3 separate regions of the Gossypium hirsutum genome follow, and all the other regions are linked to region 1. A link is a contact called in public Hi-C data. All regions are on one chromosome and are shown on one strand. Each heading gives the region's core, a stretch centred on a gene start, on an enhancer-like site or on the middle of the called end of the contact. The rest is flanking DNA. Distances are from core to core; before and after follow the strand shown. Region 1 holds the start of LOC107913672 (60S ribosomal protein L22-2). Region 2 holds the start of LOC107913831 (60S ribosomal protein L18-2). Region 3 holds the start of LOC107913782.

Region 1 (5,051 bases), core at 1,897-4,396:
TATCGTAATTTTGCACTTCACTCCACTATCTTTTCTTTTCCTCGTTTGAGATAATCTTCACGTCTTTCTTGATCTATAATAGCAAATTTAACTCATTTAATGTTCACATTCATTAAAATAATCCACCACCCAACTTTTTAAAAAATTACAATTTTGCCCCCAAACTTTTGCATAATTACACTTTTGTCCCCAAGCTCGGAAATTAAACTTCATCACTTATTCTTAGGTTTTATGACATGCTGAACATTTTTCCCTTCTATGGCAACATCAAATTCTCACTCTAACATACACTTATGAACAATAATTATTTTTACCGATTATGCCTATTTACCCGTTTTCGCTTAAAATCGCTTAGCAAAAGTTGTTTAACATAATTTATAGCTTCATATTCCACCATAAAACAGCAAAATAAACACATTTCACCTATGGGTATTTTTCCAAATATGAGCCCTAACACGAATTATTGCTAGAATAAGCTAAACCGAGTTACGAGGATTCCAAAAATGCGAAGAACATTAAAAACGGGGCTAGGATGCACTTACTATGAGCTTGAGAAAGCAAAGAAACCTTAGCTATGGCTTCCTTCAAATTTCGGCAGCAACTAATGAGGAAGATGATGATTTTTGTCATCTTTTTCCCATTTTATTTTTTTATTACCAAATGACTAATATGCCCCCACTTAAAAAAAATCTATTTCTCTCATTTCTTATGTCTATTTTTGTCCATCAACTAACTAATGGTCTAATTACCACATAAAGACCTCCAATTTAAAATTTCATATCAATTAGATACTTCTACATATAGAACTCAACTTTTGCACTATTTACAATTTAGTCCTTTTGACTAAATTGAGTGCCCAAACGTCGAAATTTTCGAACGAAATTTTTACGAAAATTTTCCGTGAAATTGTAGACCATAAAAATATAATAATAACCATATTTTCCCTCGTCGGATTTGTGGTCCCGAAACCACTATTCCGACTAGGCCCAAAATCGGGCTGTTACATAACATGAGTAACATCACTTAATACCAAAACAATTTCATGTTACACAACAAGTTATAAACATATTCCATTTTATATTCAATACATTTTCAAGCTTTTCTTATTTCAATTAAGATAAATATTGCTTGATGGAATTATAGTAAAACTGACTCAAATACACAGGTGAACTAAGTTGCCCACACAAGTTAAAATTACATCAGGTTACCCGTTCGAGCTAAACCTATGTTACATATAACTCGAGAATTTGTAACAAATGCTAGATCTCATTATAACATGTATAATCTTTGGTCAAGCGTGCGTGTAACCCTGTTGACATACCAATTGTATCATAGTCTTTTACTGGGTTCACACAGACAACATTTATACATAAATTCATTATCATACCTATAATCATTCTTATTTACCTGTCATACCCTGTGTATTGCCACATTTGCATTTTCGTACCTTGTACACTATTTTATCGCATGACATTCATTTATCTCATTTTATTTCAATTTAGTCCAATTCATATACATATAATTTCACATTAAATTTCAGAATCACATATCAAAATATCATCAACCCACAATTCATCATATCACATACATGTTCAATTCATTCTCATATTATATATCATACTCCCAATAAATCATAATAATTTTTATTTCATTCAATTCAGTCCACTATTTGGCAATCAATATCTATCATAGCAATTCAATTCATACGATCATTACTAACTCACTTTGATATTCAAAAATGCAATATGACGTGAATATGCAAAGAAACAAATTCATCTCGAATCATAAAATCAGAAACTGATATCTTACATCACTCGACAACGTCTCTCGTTTTTCCTTTCCCTCTTAATGGCCTGACGTCGTTTGTCGCTATATTCGATAATTCAATAATTAAATAAATAAAGAAACAGCAGATTTCATTCAATCCACATCCAAATACAAAGCCCACATATTTTTAATTTTATTTAATTTAGTCCATGAACTCGGGATAAACATAACTTTGATTCCTAGCTTTAAATTAAAATCTGAATTCGTATATTTTCATTAGGGACCTTATATATTCTATTTCTAACATAATTTCATGATAGGTTTTACATTTATTCAATTTGGTTCCCAATATAACAAACTTAACAAACAAGCTAAATTAACTTTACAATTTAGTTCTTTTTATAATCTAAGCTTAAAATCTATCAATTTCAAACCTAATTCATCAATTAATCAACAATGAAAGCTTTCCAAAACTTTATCAGTTTATCAAATTGGTACATGAGCTAGTTAAATCAAGCTTCCATGATCACAAGCCTATAAAAATTGCAAGAAAATGGATTGATTTCACTTACCAAATTAATGGCCGAATACCTACAATTTTGAAAGCTTTCGTTTGGTTTTTCTTTCTTATTTGGACGGTAGATAAATGAAATGAAGGAGATGGTACTATTTTCTCCTCTTGTTTTAACTTATATAGTTGATTAAAATTAATTAATTAAATATAATCAACTTTAACTTCTAATTAAGGTTAATGGTTTCTCACATCATCATCCACTATCACTAATTTAAAAATAGTTTAATTATCATTTTGGATCTTTGTTTAATTTCTATTTAGGTCCTCAAATCTTGTGTTAATTAAAATTTAATAACAATTGAATTTTTATAATTTAGTCCTCGAGTCTTAATTAACCACTTTTTCGGTTAAATTACTCAATCAAACTTCAATATATTTTTATAATAACCCCGTAAATATTTTTATTTAATATTTACGGATGCGGTTTACGAAAATTAGGTTTTGAAATCACATTTTCCGTCACCATTGAATTTCGAGTCGTTACAGAAATCGAACCGAATTCTATTTTTTATTTAATATAAAATAATTTTAATTTTTATTATATAAAAATAAATATTTTTATTTAAAATAGTGAAAATAATTTAAAATTTTGTTGAATAATATTCAAAAGTCATAAAACAAAGTTTATTTTGTCAAAATAAGTTTAAAAATTCAAAACAAAAAAATTAATGTGAAAAAATAAAAAACTGAATCAAGACGAACCGAATTTCAGAAAATATAAAAAAACTCGACCGTACCAAACTGATATCAACTTTACTATTATCTCTCGGGTCTGAATTAATTAAACAATTTAAAATCCAGGTTCATTCACTAAATAATTTGGGCCATAAGAATTGACTTTACAATAGATGATCGCAACAGTATCCGTTTTTTCATTTAAGCAGAGAAAGGCCCAAACCTTAGACAAGCTAAAAAGCCCAACTCTAACACTCCAAAACTGAAAAACCCTAGTGTGGAACCATATATTCTTTACCCTCTGCACCAAGCATTTGTGACATCGCCGTCTTCAATACCGAAGATACAGAGCTAAGGTACTCTCTCTCTCTCGCTCTCCCTCTATCACTGCTGTTAGTCTTAGTCTTTCTCTTGTTTTTCTTTTTAATTGATTTGACCAAGTGAAAACGCAGTGAGTTGGTGTGAGGATGAGTCGTGGTGCAGCAGCTGGAGCTAAGGGAAAGAAGAAGGGAGCCTCCTTCACCATCGACTGTGCGAAGCCGGTTGAGGATAAGATCATGGACATCGCTTCTTTGGAGAAGTTCCTTCAGGAAAGGATCAAGGTTGGTGGCAAAGCTGGTGCTCTAGGTGACTCCGTCACTGTCACCCGCGACAAGACCCGTATCACGGTTACCTCTGACTCCAACTTCTCTAAGCGGTACTTTCTCCATTTCTCTTTTGATCTTTTAGTTGTATTATTTGAACCACTTGTATGTATAGATCTTAAAGTTTGTTTGAATCTTAAGCAACCAAAAATGGCAGAAATCTTTTAGATTTAGGGTTAAGTTGAGGTCGATGATGACAAGTTTTAAGGCTTGTTTCTCAAAACATTCGCAGTGGCCGCCTGAGAGCTTTCGCCTTCGCCGGGCTTGAGAGCTTCTGCTGCTTTAATCCGTCCTTGGATGTCTGAGGCCTTGCTAGTTGATACTCTCGTCTTTACTTTGTAGGGGAAGCCATTTGTTTGCTTTATAATTTTAATTGAATCCTTTTAAAGATATGACTTCTTTTATTAGATAAAGACAGATAAAGCGTTTTGGTTTATGACCAATGATGACAATTCTTTTGCATTGTTTCTTCCTTGATTGTGTACACTTTTTTCTGTGGTATTTGATTCTTTGTTTTAAAGGGGAAAGAACCATCTTTTAATTTGAGTTTTGGCTGACGGTTGCTTGGTTTTTAGGTACCTTAAATACTTGACTAAGAAGTACTTGAAGAAGCACAATGTCCGGGATTGGCTTCGGGTGATTGCTTCCAACAAGGACCGTAATGTTTATGAACTCCGCTACTTCAATATTGCTGAGAATGAAGGGGAAGAGGAAGAATGAGCAATCAGTTCAGTTACTTTTCTCTGTTACCTATCTGGTTTATTAGTTCTGAGGAAACTTGTTTGTGTCAAATCGTTGGACTTGTTTGGGTTTGCTTTTTGACCCTTGGCTTTATTTTCAATGAAGTTTTGGTTGCTGATAGTTAATTTTTTTGTTTATGTATTAATATATTAGATTCTATAAAAGAAGTATGCACATTTCTTTTCATGAGTTGATTGTTTAGAGCTCTCAATTCACTGATGCTCATGGCTGTCAGTGCCATTTTCTATCAAGTATTCTCAGTGGTGATATACTTGCATATGCAATCCATTCATGGATGATTATGCATGGTAATTGGTGGCAAGATTAAAGCCTTGGAATATGTAACCAAATTGAATGATTATGTTGTGTGTATCTATATTGTGGATAATTTTATCCATGATGTGCATGCAAATTCAAAGCAATTCATGGATGAGTTGCCAATGATACATTCTACGGTAACTTGTGCATGACAGAGAATTGGGTGTATGTATGTGTTGTTCAGTGAAATGATTGCCAGGCAGCTAATCATTAATCAGTGCCAGTGATGTAAGTAGTATCAATTGTGGTTGAAATGGTGATTTTTTTTCCAGTTCCTTCTCTTTACAAGAATGTAATTGTAGTATGTGCTTATTTGTGTTCTGAATATAACT
Region 2 (5,051 bases), core at 1,535-4,034, 230 kb after region 1:
AGCGGGATAACATGTTGTTCTTAAAGAAATCCAAGTGATTCTTTGGAGAGTCTAAGGTAACCTATCTTGGTCATGTCATCTATGGTGATGGAGTCAAGGCTAATCACATTAAAATTAAAGATGTCATTGATTGGCCAACTCTTAAATCTATCGAGGCTCTACGATGCTTTCTAAGGTTGGCTGGATATTACAGAAAATTCATTAAGAATTATGGGCAAGTGGATGCACCCTTAACATCTTTTTTAAAGAAAAATGCCTTCAACCGGACTAAGGAAATTGATGTTGCTTTCACCTAATTAAAAATTTCTCTTTCAGCTGCCTCAATTTTGTAATTATCCAACTTTGAGGAGGAATTTATGGTTGAATGTGATGCTTTTGACAGCCAATTTGGAGTCGTACTACAACAAAAGGTACACCCCATTGCCTTTATCAGTTGTAAGATTTCAAATCGACACTTTAATTTGGCTGCCTACGAGCGAGGATTAATTGGTTTAGAAAAGGCAGTGACTCATTGGAGACCCTATCTTTGGGGAAGGCACTTCCTAATCCGTACTGATCACTTCAGTCTTAATTACTTGTTAGACTAGCAACTTACGACATCCCCACAACAACATTGGATCAGCATGCTGATGGGGTTTGATTTTCGAGTGGAATATAAAGTAGGAAAGTTGAATAGAGCTGCATATGCTTTATCTAGAGAAGACGAAGACTTACCACACCTTATGACTGTTTCTTTCCCTCAAGTTGAAATTCTTAAGGTCATCAGACAAGAAACGAGAATTTCTCCAGAATGATTACAACTCCAGCAAAGAATTCTACAATGAGAATTGGGGTCAAATTGGGTTGCACAATATGGGTTGATTTTCTTCAAAAGGAGGTTGTACCTTCTACCTACCTAAAATTATTCCCACTATTATTTCTTCTATACATGTTATGGCACAAGGGGGACCGAAAACATTGCATCGTCTTCGTCAAGATTTTTTTTTGGAAAGGAATGAAGCTTGTAACCTCAGAATTTTTACAAAATTGTTTATTATGCCAATGCCACAAATGGGAAAATTTACAACACGCAGGTTTACTTCAGCTTCTTCCAATTCCTCAACAAATTTGGGTTGATATCTCTATAGATTGTAGAAGGTCTAGAAAAAGTTAAAAGGGAAATCAGTACTTATGGTGGTTGTGGATAGACTATCAAAATATGCTCATTTTTTACCCTTGGCCCATCCGTTTACTATTATATCTGTTGCTACTGTCTTCTTCGCAAAGGTATTCCGACTTTATGGCTTGTTGGAATCCATAGTTTTGGATCGTGATAAAGTTTTCCTCAGCTTGTTTTAGAAGGAATTATTTCGTCAGAGTGGTTCTAAGCTCGCTTTTTCTTCAGCATGCCATCCTTAATCTAATGGCCAGTTAGAGGTAGTTAATCGAACAATAGAAATGTACCTGCAATGCCTCTCTAATGATCGTCTAGGATAGTAAGTCAATTGGGTTCCATGGGCTGAGTATTGCTACAACACCTCTTATCACAGTACCATAAGGGCCACCCCTTTCCAATTAGTATACGGTGGGGATCCACCTCGACTTCTCTCTTATTTAGTTGGTTCTACAAAGATTGAAGTTGTGGATAAGACCCTACAAGATAAGGATGCACTTTCACAAAAATGCTTGGAATAGACTATTGCAAGCTCAACAACGAATAAAGAACACTTATGATTTGGGGCACTGAGAGTTGAACTTTGAAGTCGGAGATTGAGTTTGGTTACGACTTCAGCAATATCGGTAATTCACGATAACTAAACAGAAGCATCACAAGCTGCTGCCAGAGTATTTTGGTCCTTTGAAGGTCTTGAACAAAATAGCAATAGTGGCCTATCAATTTGAATTACCTACAGGTAACAAAATACATGATGTATTCCATGTTTCTTTCCTTAAAGAATACAAGGGACCTCAACCAGATGTAGTGGGAGACTTGCCCTTAGTGTATGATGGCAAGGCCTTGCCTATTCCACAAGTTATTAGTCGTAGCAGGCTAAATCGAGGTCGACGGGAACTATTAGTGCAATGGGCAGGTTGTCCTCAAGAAGATACCACCTGAGAACCATTTGATTGTTTTCATGAAGCTTATCCTGAATTTGAGCTTGAGGACAAGCTCAATTCCGATAGGGGGAGTAATGATATAGATGTTTTTATTGGGAAATAATATCAAAGAAGGAATAGAAAAAAGGAACGACAAAAATTAGAGTTTTAGATTTATTTAATTTCATTATTATATCAGATTATTAAGATTTTTAGTTTTACTTATTCTCTCTATTATATTAGGGTTTTTTTTATTTCCCTTATAAACTCTAAATTAGGAATTTTATTTCGACTCTTTCCTTTGTTATTAACATCTTATAAAAAGGCTGCCAATATGAAATAAAGAGTAAGCAATTTATTTTTACCACAAGCGTTATTTTAGGAGGGGGTTTAGTCAAGGACGGATTTACCTTTTGAGTAATCATAGGTCGAAGCAATAACTCTTTCTCGTCTAGACATATGACTACATCCTACGCTAAGGCACATAACACAATATTACAAGGGTAGATGCAAATACCTGCAGAGAACATGACGCTTACAAAGAAGCTGGACTACACTAATTTGTTCCTCAAAGCAAACTCTACACAGAATCTTTTCCTAAGTGACAGATCCATTCAATTAATAAGCAAGCGGTATAGTATATATTAGCCAAACAATGCTTTGGGCTAGAGAACTTAACATGGGCTTTTGAACTTCAAATTCAAATTTCTTCATCCGTTTCTGGCCCCAATAAGGTCAGAACTGCAGCCGGACTCATCAAATCAATGGATTAAAGAATCTGGTGACATTGGAATTAATGGATCTCAATAGGAATGATTTCTAAAACCCTAGGTCTCTCATACTAAGTTGCTATTAAGGCCATTTTCCCTCGCTCGGCACTGCCTTCCCCCTCGTATCAGCTTCACCGGCCATGGTATCTCTTTCCTCTCCCAAACCCTCACTCAAAGCCATTTCTTTATTTTTCTAATATTTTTTTGAACCTTTCTCTTTTCATTGCAATTTCAGGGTATCGACTTGGTCGCCGGTGGCAAGAGCAAGAAGACGAAGAGAACTGCTCCCAAGTCCGATGATATCTACCTCAAACTCATCGTCAAGGTTCCTGCTCTGTTCCAGTCATTTCATTGTGCTTTTTTTTTGGTTTAATGAAGGAAATTTGAATGTTTTTAAATGTGTTTGCATCCATTACCAGCTTTACCGATTTCTGGTAAGAAGGACTGGCAGCAAATTCAATGCTGTGATTTTGAAGCGTCTTTTTATGAGCAAAGTGAACAAGCCTCCTCTCTCTCTATCCAGATTGATTGAATTCATGAAGGGCAAGGTAACTCATTTTTCTTTTGAATTTGTTTCTAAGGTTTTTCCAATTTTTTATTTAAATTATTGTGTGATGAGTGATTGATCTTATTATTGGTTTGATCGAGTAGGAGGATAAGATTGCAGTGGTAGTTGGAACTGTCACCGATGACATTCGTGTATATGAAGTTCCCGCTCTGAAGGTTACTGCACTAAGGTTCACTGAGACAGCGAGGGCGAGAATTGACAAGGCTGGTGGGGAATGTTTAACATTTGACCAACTTGCTCTTCGAGCACCTCTTGGACAGAACACGGTATGCTTTATCATACAAATCTTTTACTTCAGTTGCCTGGATTCTGCAGTTGTTTACTTGTCATTTCGAAACTGAAATTATCTGGTTGTTGGTTGGAATTGCTGACTTGTTTTTGCTAGCTTTGGAATGTCATATATTATTCATTTTTTGGTAGGAAGGATTGATGACAAAACTTGGTTTGAATTGTATGAATGGGCGAAGTTCTAATAGATGAAATCATATTAAGGGTGGGTTAGTATAAAAATAGCGGTAGCGGTGAGATTAGATACTGTAGCGATACTGTAGCGTGAGACAAAAAGTAAGCTAAACGCACCGCACCGCACTCAATCGCCCATCCAAAGCTATCCTATGTTTTGAGTTTTTGGCTTCTGTGTTGTATAGATAAAAGTGTTTCTCCTTCTGTCTTCCTGCAGTGGTCAATTGAGTATTTCACTCTATGATTATGGCAGTTCTAAAGTGCAGGTGTGGGTTCGCCTTAACAAAGTAAATTATATCTTATTTTGTGCAATCCACCTTTGTGAATTACTTTCATTTCAAAAGATTATACTCTTTGAATTATGTCTTTCATATCATTTCCCTGTTTCTCTATTGATTTAACAAGTTTCATTTGAAGTTTTGACAAAAAGAATTGCTATCAATTACTGATCTACAAGTTTCATTTGCAGTTTTGACAAAAAGAATTGCTATCAATTACTGATCTACATACTGCAATGGTGAAATTGACTTAAATTCTACGTTGAAAATATGCAGGTTCTCCTCCGAGGTCCAAAGAATGCTCGTGAGGCTGTGAAGCACTTCGGACCTGCTCCTGGTGTGCCACACAGCCACACCAAGCCCTATGTGCGGTCAAAAGGAAGGAAATTTGAGAGGGCTAGAGGAAGAAGGAACAGCAAAGGCTTCAGGGTTTGAGATTCCAATTGCCCTGGAAAAAAAAAAACTTATCAACCTATCATGATAATGGGAATGCTCAGTTTTGCTTTTTGTGCTTTCCACCTTTCCTGTTCTTTTTCTTTTCCATGATTGTAATTTGGAATCTTTTATAATTTGTTTAATGAAAAGGATTTTAGAGTGATTGAAGAACGTTGTTGGATGTCTGTATTTCTTATATATAAATCAGAACAGCATTGAGTTCCATAAGCTGATAACCGTACACAAAGCACTGCAAAAATATTAATTCCAGTAGTTCAAATAAAACAGGGAAAGCATTAAATAGAGCCAAGCAAATGGCCTTGCAATGGTATAAAACTGGCCTTATTATTGGGTCACAAGCTTCAAGGGAAGAGTTGAAAACAAGAGAAGGGCAAGAACCTAGAATTTCTTAATGAAGTCATAAATGTGCATGCTAATCTCCTGAGGTTTTTCTTGGTTGAT
Region 3 (5,051 bases), core at 1,513-4,012, 180 kb after region 1:
CCATTGATGATATGCAGGCAGCTATATAATTGCCAACAACCGACAATGAAATTAAAAATCTAATGGGAACTCTTGCTTAAAGAGGAAGCTTAGGCACAGAGAGGCATTGACCCTGTCACCTACAATCCTCTCTCAGAGCTGGTTGAAAATGGAGAAAGACATCAAGTGTCAACACACAAATAGCCTGGACATGGTTTCTGGGGCATCTACTGAATTGAACCTCAACATCGACAATCCTAAACCCAAGAGTAGCTTTATACGAACAAAGACCATCGTCAATTACTGCACCAGGTTTGACAGCTTCAAATGCTCATAAAATGACATCCTACCACTCATTTTCACTTGAATGCAGCAAGTAACACAACTCCCAATAGGGCTCACCTCAACCAGTTATATATTTCGAACCTGGCAAAGCTTTAACAATCAAGTGATCAGTACCCTGATCACATAAGCAGACCATTATATAACTATCACTACTTAAGATCTGCAGTCTTCTATAGATATTGAAGCTAAGAGAATTTTCTAGGCAATAAAAAACTTCATAGCAAGCAACTTAAAAGACAATTTTTCCCATTGAAGTTTTCTGCGTAACAAAGATCTTTCCTATAGTTCCATAGTGTGAAGTTCATATAGATAGTCTCAAAATAGCACTTCAAAAGTTTTAACGAGTTTGGATAGTGATTCTAAGCTCTGATTACAATTCTCACTTCCACATATTACTTAATCCCTAGTCCTCAATTACTACTTCAGTTCCCACAACATTTGCTATTGCGATCTCTGCTGTAGTCCTCCATTCTGCCCTCTTTACCTCATTCCAACTCTTCATTTTTCTTGAAATATCAGATACATACGAATACTAAGATCAACCTAGAAGTATATATATCTGAAAAAAGGCTAGAAAAACATCAGCCTGCCTGTGTTGTACTCATACCCGAAATTTGATGCTTAGCCACGAATCTGATCAACATAGCTTAATAGTTACAGGAATTCAGTCTTCCGAAATTGTTTAGAGTACATGATCTTGTGAATAACTTCCATGGTAAAATGCAGAATAACAGGATGGGGATCTGTTTAACATGGTCTTAGCATTCTAAACTATCTGGCTCATAGCATTAAGAAATGTCGCACTAATGTTTTAACCTATTCTAAATTATCTTGCTCATATCACTAACGTGTGGTTGATCAGTTCTTCCCTAAACCAAGCATTTAAAGGATGAAACCAATACCAACCACAAAAACAGCAACAAATAAATATGAGTTCAAGGTCTAAACCCATTAAAAAAGTTGAGTCCATCAATTTCGATATATTAACTAAAAACCCAATTCAATTTAACCCAAGGTTCATCCAAATCGTTTTCATGAACCTCCGCAGTTAATTTATTCTACCCCCACAAATTCCTCTAAATTGAAGAAAAAGAAGACTTATTTCTAAGTTTGCTTACTTGCCCCTTACTATCAACGCACTCCAATCCGCAGCCGCACTGTGGGCACTCGTAAAAATTGTCAATAGGAAAGCTAGCAGATGCAATCCCCACCGAAAATTCCAGCTCATCTTCATCTCTAACAACCTCCACGATGTTGAGCCATAAAAACAGGACCTTGACACTGATTCCACTCAGGTTTTTGAGCCTGTTGTTGGAGATGATCCCGCTGATCGTGGATTTGTATTTGAGTTGATAAGACCCTTCCAGTGAGAAGCTACACGAACCCTCTAAGTAGGCATGGAACCGACCGGTGGATTCATCTAAATCGTACTTTAAGACGCCTTGTGGGAGAAGCCCAACGGGGAAGTTGTAGCCTTGGAGGACTTCGTAGGGTGAAAGGGAGTCGCCAGTAAGGTTGAGGGGGGATGACGTGGCGAGTGGGGTGTGGAGGAAGAGGAGGAGGGCGGCTGCGAAAGTGGTGATGGGCGGAAGGAAAGCCATTGCTTTGTTTAGGTTAGGCAGCGAAAGAGGACAGTGGAGGAAGAAGAGGGGAAAGGAGATGCCTTGTTACCGAGTGCGTGTCGGGGGGGGTTGGCCGCTTTGGTTAATGAGTGATGAGTAATGATTGACTTTAAGGGAGGAAAGAGCCACATAGTATTTGGCTGTCGTGGAGCACGTTGTTAACTGGAAATGAGACAAATCGGGACGCAGATATCTAAAGCGGTGACTAAGCTATTATATTTTTGTTGTGTACGCTTAACAGGGTTAACTGGCTAAATTATATTAATCATTTAATAATCAATATTATATTAATCAAAATTTTTAAGTCCACTTTACATTTAAAATACATTGATTAAATTTTAAATACATGTATTACTATATAATTTAATGTGTTAAAACAAATATTTTTAGCATCTACCCCTTAACGGGTTTACAAAATACGAAGGACTAATTATTGGGTTCGCTTTAGTAGATATCTTGAGAAATAAAATAAAATAAATCCTTTTAAATTTTAATGATACACCTTTTTTCATATTTTGGATTCAAATTGTTTATAAGATGAGCAGAAATTAATTTGTGTTTTAAATGTGCTTCATTGTAGCATTTAATACATAAATTAATAATTAGACTTAGATTTAATTGATACAATCTTGATATTTTAAGGATTCAATTATAATATTTTAAAGTTTAAGAATTCATTTAAAATTTGGATGATAGTTTGAAAACTTTTTATAGAATTAACCCTTAAAAACATTTTTTTCAAAATAATTTATATTTCGTCGATTTAGATTTTATTTATTTATCAATTATTAGAGAGAAAAATAACACCATCTTCGAAATCACGAGGTGAATTGCATGATATACTAGTTGTAGACGAGGTCTCAATATTTCTCACCTTTTTTTTTTGCAAATGACAATTTTTTGTTCTTCCGGGCCACTGATTCTAAATGTACAGTGCTGAGGAGATACTCTATGAGGCGACGTCGGGGCTAGCAATTAACTTTGTGAAGTCAGGAATCATGTTTAGTTCAAACACTAGTGGCACCATTCAGGATTTGGTTAAATCTATGTTGGGCATTAATAGCCCTATTGATCATGGGCGTTATCTCGAGCTTCTTTCGTTGGTGGGTCATAACAAGCGGCAAGTCTTTGCTTTGATCAAGGAGCGTCTTAGTAAATGCATTTTTCATTGGTAGAATAAGCTATTGTCTTGGGTAGGTAAAAAGGTCTTGATAAAGAATGTTGCTCAATGTGTTCCCGTGTATAACATGAGTATGTTTTTGTTGCCTATGCCTTCATGTGCTAAGTTGCATAGAATGTTGAACTTGTTCTGGTGGGGTTCTAGTTGGAATTGTCGTAAAGGAGTTCACTGGGCGACGTCGGATCATTTATGCGTCCCTATGAAGTGGGGTGGCATGGGATTTATAGACTTTCATGGTTTAACCTTGGCGTTACTAGGAAAGCAAGTTGTGAGATTGGTTTCAAATCCAAATAGTTTAGTTAGTCGTTTCCTTAAGGCTAAATATTTTTCAAGCTGTAGTCTTTTTGAAACTGATGACGTTACCAATTAATCTTTTATTCGAAAAAGTTTAATGGTTACACATCATCTTGTACATAACGGAATTCAATGGAAAGTTGGTAATGGGTGTGATATTGGAGTTTATCATGATTCGAGGCTTATTAATGATGATATTTTTATGTTGATCCGCTTCTATTACTTGGTATAGAAGATATTTGAGTTTTTGATTTGCTTAATGTGGATGGGTGTTCTTGGAATAGACCATTGATTGAATGTGTGTTTTCGTGAAGTGATTGTGAACAGATATAATAGATCCTAGTTAGTCTCAATCATCATCACCTAGATAAACTTATATGGCTCTTTGCTCTTAATGGACAATATAGTGTAAAGTCGGGTAATATATTAGCAATGAACTTGTATTCAAACATGAATGTTTTAATTTAGGATAGGCTGGGGCAATAGATATGGCATTTGCGTATCCTTCCACATGTGAATGAGTTTCTTTGCCACTGTTAACATTCTTTTCTTCTGGTTAAAAAGTTGGCTTCTTGAAAGGGTATTACCGTTACGCAAATTTGTAGGAAGGGTGATAGGAAAGAGCACATTGAGCATGCATTGTTGCACTGTTGTAAGGCACAAGCTGTTTGGACTACAACAATGGTACCTATAGATGGGGTTACTTGGTCGAATTTCTTGTCGGGATTGCTCTCTATGTCGAACAATGAGGTTCAGAGACAAAGGCTTGTGTTGTTGTGGCAAATCTGGTCGAATAGGAACTTATCTTTATAGCAACATCATGAGCTTCCACCATCTCGGGTCCTTTGTAACGTCAATTGTTTCATTCAAGAGCGGATACTTACAAAATGCTGATTATTCAACAGTTGAGTCCTAACTGCCTCGGGATGGAGGATGGGGGTGACGTCGGGATGAGAGAGGGATTGTCAGAGGCTACAAGGTGGAAACCACCTCCTTCGGGCTGTTTAAATGTAATGTTGATGCCGTTTTTTTTGTAGATGAATCAACTGTTGAGGTTGGATAAGTTCTTTGAGACAATCGTAGTGTTTAGATAAAAAGGGTTATCGACATTTGAGAGGGTGACATTTAGGCCTCAGTTAGCTGAGGCCTTCACCATCCGGGAGGCCTTGCTGTGGCTGAAATCTAATCATTACAATCACATCATCGTTGGGTCAGATTGTGCGTTAGTGGTGCATGCGTTGGATCGATCCATTGTTGATGACTCAAAGTTCGACTGTTTTATTTCAGATTGTTTAATGCTAAGTAATTCGTTTTAGCACTTATCCTTTAATTGGGTACGTCAGTCAGCTAATAAGACAACTCATTCGCTTTCTCAAGTAGCCTTATTGCATGCCAATTACACTAAACAGTCTACTTTATCGTCTTCATTTTTAGATGTTTTGAATGATAGTAATGTTCCTATTTTGTCTAATAGGGATGTTGGATAATAAGATATGGGGTGAGCCTATTAGATTGGGTCTTAGTGTTCCTCCTCGTTAGTCGTTAATTTTGGTCGATTTGTTTTTTTTTTTAATATTAAGTTTACTTAAAAGAAATAAGGCCGTCTTAATAATTTTGTTAAAATTTTCAAA

Evidence for each region. A called contact is a pair of places that touch in the nucleus more often than the background predicts.
Region 2: a contact with region 1 is called in a Hi-C map of leaf, with 2.3 times the contacts expected there. The contact joins the promoter of LOC107913831 here to the promoter of LOC107913672 in region 1. A contact is called at or near these places in 2 of 34 Hi-C or Micro-C datasets (leaf and seedling).
Region 3: a contact with region 1 is called in a Hi-C map of leaf, with 2.1 times the contacts expected there. The contact joins the promoter of LOC107913782 here to the promoter of LOC107913672 in region 1. A contact is called at or near these places in 2 of 34 Hi-C or Micro-C datasets (leaf and petal).

The regions. Positions count from the first base shown.
Region 1 is chrD08:12,844,868-12,849,918 of Gossypium_hirsutum_v2.1, forward strand. It overlaps LOC107913672 (60S ribosomal protein L22-2), which reads left to right and starts at 3,147. Exons shown (of 3, transcript XM_016842327.2): 1 at 3,147-3,372; 2 at 3,469-3,713; 3 at 4,236-4,587. The coding sequence starts at 3,484. The coding sequence ends at 4,380. LOC121220526 (small nucleolar RNA SNORD14) reads left to right here and starts at 3,846; the gene lies at 3,846-3,969.
Region 2 is chrD08:13,072,685-13,077,735 of Gossypium_hirsutum_v2.1, forward strand. It overlaps LOC107913831 (60S ribosomal protein L18-2), which reads left to right and starts at 2,785. Exons shown (of 5, transcript XM_016842480.2): 1 at 2,785-2,989; 2 at 3,082-3,171; 3 at 3,266-3,394; 4 at 3,498-3,680; 5 at 4,431-4,817. The coding sequence starts at 2,987. The coding sequence ends at 4,589. LOC107913820 (epoxide hydrolase A) reads right to left here. Exons shown (of 3, transcript XM_016842469.2): 3 at 4,829-5,051. The coding sequence ends at 4,989.
Region 3 is chrD08:13,029,095-13,034,145 of Gossypium_hirsutum_v2.1, forward strand. LOC107913782 reads right to left here and starts at 2,763. Exons shown (of 1, transcript XM_016842416.2): 1 at 1,255-2,763. The coding sequence starts at 1,925. The coding sequence ends at 1,401.